Linked DNA regions of Rattus norvegicus: region 2 is linked to region 1. Evidence: chromatin contacts called from public Hi-C data. All regions are on one chromosome and are shown on one strand. The core of a region is the stretch at or near the end of the contact, and the rest is flanking DNA. Distances in the headings are between cores, read along the strand shown. Region 1 has its middle 250 kb from the start of Trnap-agg90. Region 2 has its middle 180 kb from the start of Spry2.

Region 1 (2,873 bases), core at 156-2,655:
CGCAGAAAATTACCTACTCCTTACTGTATAAGACTGCTGAGAGGACCAATTGGCCAACCAGTGTGAATTTACAAGGCCAGGACCTTTGGCCAAATTTCTAAAGGTTAAGCTTTTCACATGAGAAAAATACTCAGCCACAGCGGCAATGTGCTTCCCCATCCGTGAACGTTCATAGTTCATGCATAGTTCATAGCAGGTGGACGGGAGGGGATGCCTAATGCTGGGTTCCAGATACGTTTCTTTAGTTTATTTTACAGCGATTTGATTTTGTCCACTACAGAGCACGGTAGGAAAGAGAGACAAAGACGACGAATCCACGAATTCCTGTCTTCTAGTCTCCATGGACACCAAGCACACATAGAACTACAGATACATGTATGCAGACAAACACACATGCAAACCCATGTGTGCTCACCTAGCGACACTAAGCAATCAAGCAAACAAAGAAACAAATAAAAGAGTCAAAAAAATACCCTGTCAAAAAGGTACAGTCCCTGTAGAAACATGTAAAACAACGCAGGGGAGGACTGTGACTAGGTGAGCTCATTTTTGAGGCTGCTGAGAGAGCAGGAAGTGTTAGGGATCCATGTTTAGTGATGTACAGACCATGAAAGGTGCTTTCTGCTATGTGGAACCATTGGACCTAGAATGAGTCTCTCATGACCAGTTCATGCCTTCTTAGCTCCCTATTTCCTGAGGTTCCCCAGGACCTCCTTGGAGTTATTCTCAGGTCTATTTTATAATCTAGAGCTTTCCCATAAACAACACTACTCACTTTGGAAACCAACACAACTGATTTTATCAGGCAGTTGCAGTATGCTAATTAAGCTCTATTATTTTGGGATATATCAGCCCTTGCTGAGTGAGCCCAGGACTCAAGCCAAACACAAGAACAGAACACACACACACACACACACACACACACACACACACACACACACTTTAAAAATATTCTTTAAAGTAAAAAAGAAAACATCGAATTTCACCATTCTTTTTTCCTTCTTCCCACTCAACACATTTTCTTATAACCTTTTCTTGTTTCCTGTAGAAACAGTACTGGGCTTGAAAGCTTGCTTCTTCTTGTGCATATGCATTTTATACATTTCTAATCCAAAAGTTTCCATACCCTCAGGTGAACACAAAGGCAGAACCAGCTAACAGAAGCCCCACAGGCTGGTCAAAGCTGAGCGAAGACTCTTTTTGGCGTTATTTTGCTTCTGTAACCAATGCCCTGTTGGCTGCTTGGAGTAAAGCCAAGGAGGGACAGGTTCATTTGGGATGAACCCTCAGGGTTATCAGAAAAACCCAAACAGCAAAGACGCTAAATCTGACACTCACAAGCCTTACAAAGGAAACAAAACAAAACACAGAGTGATCCTGTTTTGGTAATCTTAGCTTTGCCCAGGTCACCAGCTTGCCTGGTTGCTTTTGTAGATGCCAGTATAACATGACACAGAATCTAAAGGATCTCTGGGACTGGGGTTAGGGTGTGACGGGTTATATAACCAAAGAAGGGTGGTGTCACCACCTGATAACCAGCAACCCATAGTTCTTCTTTCTTCTGCCTAAAATATCTGGGGACAGAATAAAATGGCTTGAAATATCATACATTGGATAGACTTAGTGTTTTTTTTTAAATAAAATGTATAATTCATTAAATAACATATTTCTTAGTAGGTTCTATTCTACTTTCTAGGTAATGCACCTAATTTTTGTCAAGGGTGGTGAGTGGAGCAGGAAAAACATTTGCGAGGCAAGCAGGCACAAGAGCCAACAAGCTCTCTTCTGATCCGTAACAGAACATATAAACGGTAGAAGACAGAAAGCCAACTACACAAGCAGAAAATAGCAAACATCAGAGCTAGCAATGTAATCATTTATTTGAGGCCTAGATAAGAACATTGGCTTAGGAAGCAACATTTGGGATTAGGAGTGATTGCTTCCCTGGCACCTTATGGGGAAGGCTGGGCTTCAGGTTGTGTTCAGAGGGAATGGTTAGTGAAGGCCTGGTCACTCTTCGCTACAGCAACCCACTCAGCCACATTTTATATCACGAGTGAACACTTAAGAGAGACTGTGCTAGACTGGAGAGATGGCTCCACCATTAAAATGGCTTGTTGTGTTTGCCTAGGACCTGGATTCAGTTCCAAGCATCCACGTGGCAGCTCGCAAGCGTGGGTCTGACGCCTTCTTCTGGTATCCATGGGTGTGATGCCTTCATGTGATGCAAAAGCATAGGCCAAAAGATTCACATAAAATTAAAACAAAATATTTTGCTTAACTATAGTCAGATCTACCTTTCCCCCAGGATTTATAAGGATTCGAAAGAATCTGGGGACTCCTTAAATGGAGGGTGGCTCCGGTGAGGATGTAGTGAGAGAAGCCTGAGGGTATGTCCTCATTAGTTATTCTCATACACTTCTCACAGACGATGGGCCAGAAGTGCTATGTCTTCTGGAAATGAATGAAAGATAAACTATGAGAAGTTCTCCAACCTGAAAACCTGTAGTCTGTCAATTACATTAGTAACAAAGATAATAATGAAGAGAATCTCACCTCCTTTCTTTTATATCACTCCATTTGCTTACATCTCAAATGGTATCCCACTTCCCAGCCACTTCCCAGTTACCCCTCCATCAACCCCTCAGCCCACATCTGCCCTCCACCCTCCCCTTTGCCTGTGTGAGGGTGCTCCCCACAACACACTCTCTTGCCCCATCACTCTAGCATCTCCCTATGCTGGGACATCAAACCTCCCCGGGACCAACTCCCCCACCCCCACCCCCATTTGCTGTCAGGCAAGGCCATCCTCTGCTACATATGTATCTAGAGCCATGGATCCCTCCAGGTACACTCCTTGGTTGGTGGTCTAG
Region 2 (2,996 bases), core at 226-2,725, 190 kb after region 1:
GATAAAAGTATCCCACAGAATGCCTAACTGAAATGGCCTGTCATCAATCAACCAGTCTATGATAATTTGCCTATAATATCATATGTAGTGATTGTCTCTTATTCTAAACTGATTTTATCCTTTTAACCATTGATTCAGTTATGCATTCTGGTATGGGATGACTATTTGTGTCCCTTCAAAATTTAAATATTGAAAAAAATTTAGCGCCCTCCCCTCCAATGCGATAGGTTAGGAGGCTGGACCTTCAAGTGGTCGTTAGGTTGAAAGGGTGGGACTCTATGAATATGATTATTAGCCTTACAAAAACATATGAGAGTATAGTCCTAACATGGAGAATTTCCGCTTTCTAACATGTGAGGGTACAATGAGAAGATGACAATCTGTAAACATCAAGAGAGTGCTCACCAACCACTTAGTCTGAGTCACCTTGGTCTTGGACTTTGTCTCTTTAACATGGCCAACATATGGAAAACTATTCAGTCCTTAACATTCTCTGGAAAAATAAATCTCTCAGTTAACCATGAAGTTGTTAGTGCTGTTTGATTAGTGGTTTGATGTCACCTATTTGAAGCTATATCAGTTTATTATAATTATCTACTTCCAAGAGAATTTTGAAGGGGAAAGCTTTCATTTATAGGATTAATTCAAGTAATATTTTGTTGTAATAAAATAACAGGTATAGAAGGATAGATAACTGTATATAGATAATAAATGATAGCTGAGAGAAGTTGGGGAGGGAGAGATTCATAGCATTATCCCCTAGCGCATAATTTAGGGATTACTCTCTTATAAGTATTATTCTCATAAGAATGCACACAATGGGGCCAGCAAGATGCAAGACAGCTCAGTGGGTAAAGGCACTTCCTGCCAAGCCTGATGGCCTGTATCCAACATGGTAGAAGGAGAAAGCCCACTCCCACAAGTTTGCCTCTGACCTACACATGCTTGCCCTAGCATAGTCAAGTCAGCACACATATAAATAATAAATAAATAAATAAATAAATAAATAAATGTGTTTTTTGAAGTTCTAAATAAATTTGTACAATAATTGCAACAATCTAGAAAATTATTTTGAATACTTATGCTATTCAAAGCTGACAACGTTTAAAATACTTTGTATTTGGTTTTGTCCACATTGAGTTTTTAGATCTTGCTACCTTCTTTCCTTATCAGCATCATCTTTGCACCTTGATTGTTTGTTCAGTTTCTATCTTCCCACTGAGACTACAGAAACCCTCCTTCTTCTTACTGGAGAACATCCCTGCTGCTCCTGGGTTGGTCTCTGTAACACTGCAACATTTTGCCGAGTTGAATTGCATTGTGGGTCATTTGCCCCCATCTTAGGATCTTACACATCTTAAGAGAGGCAACCTTAAAACAAAGCTTTAATCAAACCAGTACAAACAGAATTTAGTGCCAAGCAGAGTCTTGCTTGCACAGGGATTCCCTAGGGGTCCTGGCAGGTGCCTGGGGACCATGCAGGTGGTAGGGTGGTCAATGAACTCTAAGCTATAGGACCATAGTTGATTTTCAGTAACTGGAGGGAGGGAAGTCATCTTATTCTCATCTTTATCTAGCCAAAGAGTCTCAAAATGATGAATACATTTTTTTTTCAGTCACATACAATTCAGAGAGATGCCAGCATGACCAGATGGATAGTTTTTGGATCCACACTTGGGAAACACATGGTGCTTCTCGGAGGCAATTGTGTACTGTTTCTTTTAAAATAGCAGAAAGCATATGGGAATAGGAATGGATCTGTCAGCTACTATCAAGAGAACGGTGAAGCTTTTAAAATAAATCAAATCAAACCTATAGGGTGACAAAATATCTTAGCGCATTTTGAAATTCTGAAGTTTTACATTTGTAGATATATTTACATTTTTAATCTTTTTTTTTCCCTCACTCACAGAAACCACAATTCCTTATTAGAGCTGTGGAATCTGAAGCAAAGAATGAGACAAGGTCAGTGCAGTAAGAAAGCCTGTAGCAATTTCATAAATCAGCAGCTGAGGCCCATTCTATTATATTACAGGATTCTCACTCCCACTGGGTGTGTAGAACATTTTAATACTTTCTCCCACAACTTCTGCTTTCCTTTCTAAAGACAAACATACAAACAGAAACATGATGTTTGCACACGTGAAAAGCTTGTTTCAGCTAAAGTAAACTGAGTATGATAACTGGGGTCCCACATCTACAACAGCACAGAGCTGTGGAAAGCCACTCTCCCTGCCTGCTCTTAGCTTCTTCAGCAGGATGGCTCCCCACCAACTCTAACCACGGTGCTTTCATGAATGGATTTCCTAACCAGGTCAAATCTCCTTAATGCTAGACTTAGAACTCTACCATACTCTTATGTTTTCTATGGCAATCTAACTCTCCCCCAAATTGTTATTATGGGATTTGAAATGATTTAACTTCAAGGAAAATGATTTCATAGGGCAAAACCCAAGGAATTAAAGAAGCTTTAGATAGCACGACTCTATTTTAGGAAAATATTTTTGTTCAAGGTGAATGACTTCCTTTGCCTTTTATCCACACAGGATCCTTGATCCCAGATAAAGCAAAAGCTCTTTTGGTGGCTTTGAAGTCACATGCTCTCCCTCCAGGGGCAAGACTGTATGTCATTCTTTTGGACTTCCACATGCACAGAATTTGGTTTCCAAGATCTGTACCCTGCTAGTGTGAGTTTGTTGGTGATAATTCTGGAAAACATAGGAAGATCAAGTTGTCCTCTGCACTTACTAATCTCTAGAGTAAGTATTATGGGCATTAAAAGCTGTTGGAGTAAATATCATTCTCTCAAAATGTTTAGGAACTAGGATGCTATAAATAGCAACAGGAGAAGGAATAAAATGATCAAACTAAATGCATAAGTAGAATGTTTTGTGAATTTGAAAGAACAGGGGGTAATAGTAGATGTTCAGAGTTCATAGATACTTGACTGATTTTTTTCTTATAATATTCCAAAACAATCCTTTGACACAGTAAGA

The links. A called contact is a pair of places that touch in the nucleus more often than the background predicts.
Region 2: a Hi-C map of frontal cortex shows a contact between it and region 1, with 2.0 times the contacts expected there. The contact joins two enhancer-like sites. A contact is called at or near these places in 3 of 12 Hi-C or Micro-C datasets (Schwann cells, frontal cortex and prefrontal cortex).

The regions. Positions count from the first base shown.
Region 1 is chr15:88,742,121-88,744,993 of GRCr8, forward strand. No RefSeq gene overlaps it. Among named protein-coding and RNA genes, the nearest start is that of Trnap-agg90, 250 kb to the left of the region's middle. Within about 2 kb of position 1,406, at least 4 of the 93 cell types and tissues checked have an H3K27ac peak or open chromatin away from gene starts, as enhancers often do.
Region 2 is chr15:88,928,291-88,931,286 of GRCr8, forward strand. No RefSeq gene overlaps it. Among named protein-coding and RNA genes, the nearest start is that of Spry2, 180 kb to the right of the region's middle. Within about 2 kb of position 1,476, at least 11 of the 93 cell types and tissues checked have an H3K27ac peak or open chromatin away from gene starts, as enhancers often do.